Linked DNA regions of Zea mays: region 2 is linked to region 1. The links are chromatin contacts, called in public Hi-C maps. All regions are on one chromosome and are shown on one strand. The core of a region is the stretch at or near the end of the contact, and the rest is flanking DNA. Distances in the headings are between cores, read along the strand shown. Region 1 holds the start of LOC103636536 (protein VAPYRIN). Region 2 holds the start of LOC100273033.

What was found. A called contact is a pair of places that touch in the nucleus more often than the background predicts.
Region 2: a Hi-C map of leaf shows a contact between it and region 1, with 6 times the contacts expected there. The contact joins the promoter of LOC100273033 here to the promoter of LOC103636536 in region 1. A contact is called at or near these places in 2 of 25 Hi-C or Micro-C datasets (both in leaf).

The regions. Positions count from the first base shown.
Region 1 is chr8:176,335,636-176,341,235 of Zm-B73-REFERENCE-NAM-5.0, reverse strand. It overlaps LOC103636536 (protein VAPYRIN), which reads right to left and starts at 2,853. Exons shown (of 2, transcript XM_008658882.3): 1 at 1,608-2,853; 2 at 428-1,178. The coding sequence starts at 2,384. The coding sequence ends at 714.
Region 2 is chr8:176,608,904-176,614,735 of Zm-B73-REFERENCE-NAM-5.0, reverse strand. LOC100273033 reads right to left here and starts at 1,905. Exons shown (of 5, transcript NM_001152605.1): 1 at 1,314-1,905; 2 at 1,081-1,233. The coding sequence starts at 1,749.

The DNA of each region.
Region 1 (5,600 bases), core at 1,604-4,103:
ATGTAGTCCTTGTCTCTCTGACTCCCTCCACGTCATCCTCTGGGTTTTTGTTACAAACTCCATGAAAATGTTTCTTTGGTAGGGTTTTCGTTTCTTGGAAAATCGTCTGACTAACTGGTCCTTGAAGTAATTTATCCTGTACTTGATAAGTAAAAGGAACAAACATTTCAAACGGTTTCTGTCTTCGAACACCAAGGTTTGGGTCCTTTGGCAGGGTTTTTTGTGGTTTCTACCAGCCAAACAGAAACAGTACAGTCGAACGGAACCTAATTTTTAACTGGGAACTGTATTCAGTTCGGATGAATTGGTTAGTCCGTGCACTGCTGTTGTGCTGATTTTTTGCAAGTTTGGGTGTTCAGTTTGCTGTTCCAAGTTACACCAAATACTACTTACTTCCACTTTCTTAGAATAATAATACTTATGATGATTGAGGAACATGTAAAGCACTGCAATTGCATAGCGAATGTTTTTTTTCCACCAGCACGCCGCGTATAGCAATCGACCGTCTCAACAATGAGCTACTCTCCCAACAAAGCAGAACAAACCACTATACAGTACAGTACAATTTCGGACGGGTTCGCTTCTTCTTACTTTAAAGCCAGCCACGGCGGCTGTAGGCATCTCTCGGCTCACGCACAGCAGGAGCAGCAGCGGAAACAAACAAGCCTTCGTGTCCGTCCAACAGTCTCTCCCAACCGATAACCGGCAGCAAATCAGGCGCACGATATGGACGATGAAGACGACGACGCGGCGCACAACGCCGACGCGGCGGCCACCTCCGCACCTCTCGCGCACAGGAGCTGAGCGATGGCCTCGTACCCCATGGCCTCCGCCATCTGGAGCGGCGTGGCGCCGCGCCTGGTCCGGGCGTTGGCGTCGGCGCCCATGTCGAGCAGCAGCTCCACGGCCTCCGCGTGGCCTCCCTCGACGGCGAGGTGGAGCGGCCTGTGCCCTTCCACGTCCTCGCACTCGACGTCCATGCATCCCGGCCCGGCGAGCAGCGCGATCGCGTCGCCGTGTCCCTTGATCGCGGCCAGGTGCAGCGCCGTGAGGCCGTACTGGTCGCGCCCGCGGACGCCGGCGCGCTTGCTGAGCAGGGACTCGAGGCTCCCGAGGTCGCCTCGCCTCGCCGCCGTCATCACCAGCTCCCACCGTTCCAGGACGTCCACCACTTCTTGCTGCACTGGGCAAAAATTGACAACACCTCCGCCGTTACACTGATTACATTATTGGTCTTTGGTCAAGACAAGAATAATGGCCTGGCCATGCATGCGTTAGCTAATACTATCGTACGTCGTCGCTCGTCCTACTCGACCGGGCCGTTCCTATCATGGTTCACGAGCACAGCTACGCGGCTCGCATAAGCCAAGTTGCGTGCGGCCTGAGGCTGGTCCATGGCGTGATTCCGGCCTGTGTCTCTTCTCGTGTTGCGTTCGTTAGTGACAGGCGCGGGTTTACCGCAAGGGCTGTTTGTATATGGCGGCGGATCTATGTCCAGCCAGTTAAAGAAGAGGCATCCGAATTCGATGCGCGAGTGTTGGTAGTTGGTACAGGACTGTAAGAAGGACAAGCAGCAGGTAGATTGGGAGTGGATCGAGAGCGCTTACGTATCCCTTGTCGCGCGCGACGTCCAGCGGAGTCCTCCCGCGCGCGTCGACCGCCGACGTGTCGGCGCCCATGTCCACCAGCACCGCCACCGCCTCGGCCTCGCCGGCCGCGGCGACCGCGTGCAGGACCGTCCTCCCCTCGCGGTCACGCGCGGCCAGCGCCTCGGGCCCCAGCCGCCTCAGCTCCCCGCAGTCCCCCCTGGCGGCCGCCGCGTGCAGCGGCGCCCACTGCTGCTCGCCGGCGTCGGGCGCCGCGGCGGCCTGCTGGTGCTCCAGGAACGGCAGCAGGTGCGGCTGCCGGCGCAGGATGAGGCGCACGGCCGCGGCGTCTCCGGCGTCCGCGGCGAGGCGGAGAAGGTACGGCCCGCCGAAGAACACGCGGAGGCGGACGGCCCTGACTCCGCCCCCGCCGCCGCCGCCGTCGTTGCTGCTTCCCACGGAGTCGAGGCGCGCCGCGGAGAGCGAGGACAGGACGAGGAAGCGGTCGGCGCGGGAGCGCGGGAAGGACGGCGGCGCGTGCGGCTGCGGGCGGAGCACGACGCGCAGGGACGCCGAGGAGAGCGGCGGCACGGCGCCGCGCGGCGGGCTGACGAGGAACTTGAGCGGGGAGGAGGTCTGGACCTTGAAGGCGACGGGGAGGGACGGGTGCAGGGAGCGGAGGCGGAGGTCGGCGCGGCACTTGGCGTTGGGCTTGAAGTCGATCATCACCTCGTCGTCCTCCACCTCCAGGAGATGCTCGGGCGCCGGCGCGGAGGAGGCTGCTTCCGCCGCGGCCATTTTCTAGCTAGCTTGGAACGGGGAGCGAGCTCGAGGAGCTCGCCGCGCGAGAGTATAGTATGGAAGGAGAGGAGTGCCCGGGGGCCGGGGCAATGGAATGGTGTGGCTATCTACCTAGGACGACGCTTTTCACGTCACGCTGCTGGATGGATGGGCGAGAAAGGAATGTTGATCTTCTGTGCCACTGCGATATATGGCGTGAGGCGTGAGCACTCGGCAGTCGGCAGGACACATCATGCAGCGGCGTCCCCCGGTACCGGTACCTTGATGACCACAGCTCTGCACATAGTCCGTGCGGATTCCCTGGACGGGGAGATGGCTGGATCCCTTGTGGCCCTCGAGTGCATGATAAACAAAGGGACCATTGGGGAATGATGGAGCAGGGCTACGTCTACGGGCGAGCAGGCGGCAGGCCCGCACGCGTCCCATTCGGAAGAACAAGCAGCCACCGGGCACACTACTGTGCCCTCGTGAAAGGACCCCATGCCAACAGGCCACTTCCTCGCGCGACGTCGCCGCCGCGGCTGTGCAGCCATGTGCCGACGCCCTCCCCTCAAATTGCTGTTTGTCGCGGACGAATCGGCACGAAACCCGGGCTTGGCGCCTTGGCCCCGTCCGCGTGCTCCAGCGTCACGCACGCATTATGGGCCTGTTTGGTTTGTGGCTAAATGTGCCACACTTTGTCTAAGGTTAGTCGTTCGAATTGAATAACTAACCTTAGGCAGAAAAGTTAGGCAAAGTGTGGCAACTGAGGTAGTGAACCAAACAGGCCCTATATACGCGCGGCTTGGCTCTACGCGCCTGCCCGCAGGCCCCGGTCAGAAGTAGAAAAAATATATATATACGTACCCCTCCTGCGTCCCCTGCCTGTCGCCGCTACGAAACAACTCTTTACCCTTCTCGTTTTTATGCGTCGTGCATCATGTGCAAGCGGTAGAACTCGCGCGCCGTGCATGAAATGCTTGCAGCATATATATATATGTGACAGAGAGTTTCAGGATAGAAATTCGAGCGTGTCAATGAGTCATCATCATATCTGTATACTCGGAGTTTAGACAGCTAGGCCTTGTTTTTTTAATCCAAGGAGATATTTCCTCCGGTCTAAATTATATAGTACTTTGATTTTTATAGATATATTTATTTTACTATATACGGTACGGAGTTTTCAGTTTGATGCGTTCGATGATGTTGTACATAAAAAGTAGTCAAATCCCAACCGGTTCGAAGATAAACCCAAGTTTTACCGGTTTTCTTGACTCCAGACTTCAGACTGCTTTTTTAGGCCCAATCCCGTGGCGCATGTGATTTTTAGGCCTAATTTAGATTGGGCCGATCCATCTATGTCGCGCAGATGGGCCTATGACCTTTAGTCCGAACCCAAATTTCTGCAAACTGAACGGACATGTCTGCCCCGAGCTGTCCCATTCTTCCTAAAAAAACAGGAATGTTACTTTAACATAGGAATTGAAAGTCATATGAATACTGAATCAAAAAGGGTATGTAGTTCTGCGAGGACAGAGAGGCTCGGGCCTACTAGCAATGGCACCAGTCTGTATTCTTTTTAATCAAAAGCAGTGCTGACCAGCATGCTGCATGTATGGTTTTGGTACTTTGGAAGTTTTTGGATCTGACAACTGACTGAGACGCGAACTTATGGCGTCAGGATTCAGCGTCCTCCCTTTTTCCGTATAATTCATCTTTTCTTATTTAATGTTAATGTTAACATTTAGCTGTCAAAATTAGTTCTCGTCGATCAAAACAGTCTTATTTATAATTAAATCAAAACAGTCTTATTTATAAACTAACTACCCCTTCGATTTTTTAGTTTATGTTTGTTAGTATAAAGTTGAACGTCAAATAAAAAAAATGGAGGTAGTACTTAGCTAGAGCTCTGCTGGAATACATATCTCCTGCTATTCATGTGCGGATGTGCCAGGTTGAGCCACTTCTTCCTCTCCAAGGACGTCTCCAGATCAGAACAGTCGCCCAGAAGACGTTCCAGCTGGAAGACTGGAACACATATCTGCTGCCATTCATGTGCGTTCTTGTAGAGGCACCTCTCCCATAATCCCCATTCGTCCTCCACTTGGCTCAGCTGGAATATAATTTCGGTTTCCACAGATGCTAATATGTACGTACCTACCAACGCAGTGGATTCAAACCGGTCCTAAATTAAACATGTCACGCACAGCAAAACTCGTGTAAAAAAGAGGAGTGCCAAGACACGAGCACGGCTCGTGATGTCAACTGATGCTAACCCCCGTGAAATTAGGTCATCCGAGTCGGTGGTGGCGGCGGCAGTACAGGACGTCAGCACATGCACATGGTCGCGGCAGGTTTTGGTTGTACTGAGGGAGTCGCCACCAAATAATTTCGGGGCAATTCCCCGCATAACATCGAAAAATATACATATTTCTTATGTGTCACTGCCTTCACATATTATACACATAAAAAATTTACATATATATCACTGGGTGATACATAATAAATGAGCATAAAATCTGATAGTATACAAAAAAAATTTTCCAATAATTTCACGGTGAAAGTGACACTCACGTTTTGAAAACAGCACAGAAAGAATTTGTTTTCCTCATAAATTCTTTTTATTTTTATAATTTTTTACCATTTCTCTTTTTATCAGTACTAGTGTTAACATATTTAAGCCCTCATGACGAAATCTTTTATTGAGATTATCCGAAGCAGTAGCGAGGCGCGTGAGGTCCAGGCAGGCAGGCTTTGCAGCGTGCAGGCTTTCCACTTTCGGGGCACCCACCGTCACGTGGGGGGAGCATGCGGCATATTCTCATTTGATTGACATGTTGGCCGACGCTCATGGCGGAGCAGCAGGACACACACCAGCCGGCAGCCGACCCAGCAATTGCCTGCGCTGCTATTGCTGAGCAGTCGGTGGTCACTAGTCAAAATACACACCTTCTAGTACGGAGTACTTAGCTCAGGCGCCTTTCCAACCTCTTAATTAAACCACATGTCTGATCCGGACGTTAATAAACAGTAGGCAAAATTGTCCCTTTTCTTTTTGCGCGCGTCAAAAATGGATTGTTGCGCCTCTTGGAACTCGGAACCAGGCCAACCCTCCTTTGCTGTTGGTTTGCCATCCAATCCACCCTCCCTAGCTCCTCTCCGTTCGTCACCGGGTTGCTTGGAAGCAAGCAATTGCCCTCCAACAGTGGCAGCTGACAGCCGTTGCAGAGGCGC
Region 2 (5,832 bases), core at 656-3,155, 270 kb before region 1:
TGCTCTGAGCCGCGGGAGCACGACGCGCCGCCCTTCAGGTTCGTCGTTCGCGATTGTGCCCCTGCCAGCCCTTCAGGTTCGCCGTTCACGGTTGAATGAATAGTTTACTGCTACTACTAATTCCTTGCCAACTTTGAATGCACGCGAATTATATATATTAATACACACACCACACACTACACACATATGCCTCTGTTTCAGTTTGGTTCAGTTTTGACAGTGAGTGCTCAGTTTGGTTGTACATAAAATTGGTTGATTGTTCAGTTTTGTTTGGTTCTAATAAATTTGGTTCCATGACAATGTGGTGTATTAGCAGGATGACGTCTAGAAGTGGTTATGTAATTATGTTATTCAATTGTTGAAAATGGTTTTATCATATCCGATGGATATCCGAAACCCGATGGGCATGAATATGGATATGACTTTCTACCCGTGGATATAGTCGCGAGCGGATATTATCTATGACCGTGGATATGACTGCGGACGGATATTTTCAATATTCGATCCGAATCCGACCCGTTGCCATCCCTAGCATCAATACTACTGGAACTCATTATTGACCTTCTAATATAGATATAGAGGACGTTGCTAAAGACAGCCTAATATTGGACTTCTACTATAGTATACCACAGAAATGGAGCGTTTTGGTTCTGCTCAAGGACAAGGGAAAAGGCAGGATGCCAACTACTTAAACGTTAAACCCATCTTCCCATGAAAATGTCAAACACAAACAATAATAAGATTGTGGCCACAGGCTGCACGTCGGAACTCCACAGAAATGGAGTGATCATCATCATCTCTTCATCACCATGCCCCGCCTACCAAACTGTCTATTTCATTTAAAACTTGGGGCCAGATCCAAACCGACATGCCCACATGCGTTATACTACCGCTTTATTATATCACCCGTCCGCTAAGGTCATTTTTGTAATATTAAATCAGATTGGACGATTCGCCAATCGCGGTCACACAATCTCAATCAAGTGATCATATGTAATCTCAACGAAACTATTGCTCTTGAATTCTTTCTAAAAAAAATCAACCAATGCACCCCGCAACTGACAGATGTGAACAACTTACCGACACGGCGGCGGAGCACGAGCGGCAGCAGAACGAAGACGGCGGTGACGAGCAGCACGAACTGCCTCCCCGTCCACCACCGCGCGCCGAACAGCTCCTGCAGCACCCCGGCGTGCTCGTCGCCTCCGCCGACGCTCCCAGACATCACGTCCCCTGCGGCACGCGCGCGCACACGGTATCACAATCTCGATTCGACCTGAATTCGTTCTCGATCGACGAAGCCGCTAGCTCACCGATGATGATGAGGTAGACGACGAGCGTGCCCGTGGTGGTAAGGGCGACGAAGACGTTGAGCAATGCGGCGCCGGCGCGGCCGAAGGCGTCGCCCATGGTCCCCGCGTACGACGTGGCCGCCTCGTCCTTGCCGCCGCCGCCCCACCCCCGCCCCGTGTACCGCAGCATGAACTCCACGGAGACGTCGGCGAGCGCGGCGACGGCGGCGATGAGGAGCGCCGCGGGGACCACCCCGAGCACCCGCATCGCTGCCGGGATCGACATGATGCCGGCGCCGACGATGCTCGTCGACACGTTGAACACGGCGCCCGAGACCGACGCCCCGCCGCCGTGCCGCCCACCCGCCGAGGACTCCGGCAGCAGCGGCTCGTCTATCGCGCCCGCGCTGGCGCCGGCGTCCGCGCGTTTGCCTGATGTTCTCGCCGGCGGCGTCATTTTCGCGGGCGCTCTCGGGCGTGGCGTGTGGGTGGCGCTCGCCGACGAACGAGCGGGAACCAGTCGTTAAAATAGCACGCGACTGGTACCAGCTCTGAAATTACTGTTTTACTCTTCCGTGGTGAGGGAAGAAGAATGGTACTAGTATAGTATATGGTCGACAGGGTGCAGTTTGGTCATTCCGTGCGGGTGATGTTCAACACGACAGGCGAGGTGGGTATGATTGGGGCTGGAGGTGATGATGCTCCTGTGTGCTCGCCCATGCTCCTGTGTACCTGGACGGGAACGCGGCTCGGGTTCGTCATTCGCGATGATACGGTGAAGCTGGACTTGTTTAGCAATTAGCACATGCAGTGGCATTCGCCATTATTTGCGTTCTGGCTGATATAAGCAGCATTGCAGGAGCAAATGACACTTTTGCTACCATTTTCCTACGAATTTTGTCTACCGGTCGTTTTCCGCAGGTCACAGAAAACGCTGGCCGACGCCAGTTGGTATCCTGGATTTTACAATAAGATATGCATATGCTAATATTTATATATACATTTGATTACATTATTTCGGTCAAACCATTTAATAATTCAGTGATAGTTTTAAAATTTGAACATTATTTGGTATGCATACACTAAATTACACAATAAATCTTTTATTTAAAGATTAAATTAAAAAATAATAGTCTCTTGTTCCCAAATTAAAATTTGTTTTAGTTAATTAACAGGTTCATGCAAATACTTAACGTATGTGCTTCATACATGTGTCTAGGTTCATATTCATCCATTTGAATATAGACATAAAAACAAAGAGCTAAAATAACTACTATTTTAGGACGGCTGGAGTAAGACTTAAATTTTAAAATCAAGTTAAAAATATTCTCAAACTATCCATCCGTCTCAAAATATAGTTCTTTGTAGCCTTTTTCCGTTTACATCCAAATAAATGATAATAAATATAGACATACGTGCAAACTATATTCATAGATTAATTAAACAATGTATGTTTAGTCTAAAATGGATTATATTTTGGGGCGAATGGAGTATAAAAGAATGGAGTATAAAATAGATGAAAAGTGTCGGGATAAGATCTCCAGTCCCTGGGGACCACCGGTCAGCAAGCGCGCTAGGGAAAAACCTCTAGCAAGTAGGACCCGCCGACCAGCTGGAGGAGGAAATGTCTATCCTAGAACCACCCGCATCCGAACAAACCCCTCTGCACCAAAAAAACGAAAAGCTCACAGCAAGGCAGTCGTGAATTCTAGAGTTCAAAGGCTGGTCCGCGGAGGGCTCACGACCGCTCCAGCGAAAATAGAGCGAGGGGCAGCCAGAGATGGGCACGCTAGCGGCCAGGACCCTGACATACGAAAAATTAAGGGCATCACCAGCTCATGTTCAAGTCATGATAGAGTCTGACTCATGGTTTATCGTGGAGAGAGGCAGCGAGCCGTCGATTTCGGTCGAACGGAATCAACAACTATATGAGTCGACGCCCGGGAATATGAGGGCGGTTCCTAGCGGACTCCGCGCTTGGATCGTGCGGAAGGAACCAGGGGCTCACTCGGATGGTTCCTACCCGTTTGTAACTCACCGAGCGACATTGCTAGCCCATCGAGGAAAGCATGTTTCGGCTCACCTCCCCCATCCTTGCGGAGGGAATACGAGGGGAGAGTAAAACTAAAAAGACGGGACAAGCCACCCAGACGAACCCCTTCATCGAGCAGGGGCTCGAGGGCTCGCCCCACACGAGTATGGCGGACGAGTGAAAATTGCACGGAAAGCGCCCCATACCAAAAAAAGGGCTCTAGACAAAATGGGGTCAGGGGGCTGAAACCAATACGTGTCATCAGAGCAGCTAAGTCACACGTGGAGCCATGGAAAATTACGAATCGCGAAACTACGAGTGATTGCGTGCTATTTCCTTCATAGCATCGCCCCAAGCACGACGTTCGCAGCAACATCAAAATCACCTAACAACAGGTCCAGCTCTACCGCTGATGAACCCTCAGGCGGATCGATGGCATTGCGAAGATTACCACCAAAGTATAGCAGCACAATGCCAAGAGCCCCAAGGAAATAAGTACCACAGTCGCTGAGGTCAAACGCCACCCGACCCTTCATTAGCCCCTGAGAAGAGATACTCCCCCTCGGGGGCTACTGTTAGGGATAAGGTCCCTTGTCCTTGAGGACCATTGGTCAACAAGAGTGTTAAGGAAAAGGCTCTGGCAACTAGGATCCGTCTGTCAGTTGGGGGAGGAAACGTCTACCCTCGAAGCACCCGCCCTCGGACGAACCCCGTGGCACCGAGCTTGGGGTCGAACATGGAGGAACCACACAAGGGGGGGGGTGCGAAGGGAAATCACTCAAATGGATCCCTCACCTGGCCGAGACTGATCTGCCATAAGGTGACCAGTCGCACTAACTATGCCTGGAACCGAGCCACAACAGAGGCGACAGTCCGCCTCACACTCATGGTCTACGAGCCCCTCGAGCTGCGGCACACATACGACCCACACAAACCCTGGCCTGCGGCGCACTCATGACCTATCGGGACTAGACCCGAGTGCGCAGACCACCTGCACGGCACAACGAGACAAGCCGCATCGAGCCCCAGGCTACGGAGACCAGGGGTCGGCGTAGCTCGAATGATGGCGCTTAGGCCATGCTGCCCACACCATCCGTGATAAAAAAACAAGACAAACCAGGAGACCCTGAAGCCGATGGGCGGACGTGGCTTTACGAGGGTAGAACATTCGGTTTTACCATCACCCAGTGACTCCTTCTTGAGAAAGCCACCTCCCATTATAAAATGGTATAATGTAGTTATAAACACCGACAAAAGGCTATAATGATAGTTTAAAAATGTAGTGTAGACATGAAAAGAAGATTTATTTAATTTTTTAGTCGGGGCCTTTTAAGAGACACAATCAATATCTTGACTTAATGTGAGTAGGGAACGATCCGTACCGCGGGAGGCGGAGCCCTCCACACCCCCAGGCGTCCCTGGCCTACGTCGAGTCCAAGCTTTTCGGCGACGGGCCTCTGCTTTGTTCGCCAACTTAGCCGTATTCTTTAGAATTTGGATCACAAACTGAACGGGTAGCAGAGGATGCTGCTGAGCTCACGGAAGTTTAATGCAAGAATGGTATGTGCCGTCCAAACGAGCGAGCACACATATCCTTTGTGGTCGCCGTCGCTCTCCTCCACATGACTTGCTTATGCCAGTATGCTGACTGTAGCCTGTACCGGAGCTACCCCAGCATACCACGCTGTGATTTTGCTGACAACTTCTTCTTCATCCCAGGCATCGCTGCACCAGTCTTTGCTGGAGTTTACACAGCGCACAGTCTTCTCAGCAGAGGCAACGAGGCTCCGTCTGATGAAGGAACCAATGAATCAGATACGGTTCAAGAAGAGACAAAGCCACCTGAAACAGGGAACTGTGGTGAGCAATCCCGCATGGGCTGGCGGGCTGTTTAACTTGGATCCAGATGAGGAAGACATTTCTGCTGCTAGAAGCAGGTGGTGCTTTGGATCAGCAACCACCAACAGACGAGACGCAGTGGTTGTTCTGCTGGGCATGCACAGGAGGTGCGCACGGGGAATCTATACGATGAGAAGAACGGCAGCTTCTATGATAAAGTTGTGGACAGTGACGATGTGAAGAGTGGGCCGGGATCAACGGCTACGGCTGAATTGCCGGTCTCCAATAGAGCAGAAGAGAGAAGGAATCGATCCAGAGGCCATAGCAAATGTCAAAAGCTAACCCACAACTGAAGGATGGTTCGAGTCATGGTATTTAGCCTTTTATATTAAAAGGAAAAAAATGGAATGCATAGGCAATAACGTCAGAGATATTTAAACTGACATTCTAGAGATACACAGGCCAACAGGCAAAAAAAAAAAGATCTACACTTTATTACACACATATCCATTTCAACAGCAGGTTCGAGCCTCTTACAGAGCAATTATGCAAGTCGGCTGAATGTAATCAGTAACTTCAGAAGCGATTGGTTGGGTACAGTTCAAAAGGAGATTCTTTTATTCTACCCTATTCCTGTAGTGGCCGGCCTTTGGCTGTTTCGGGTGCTCC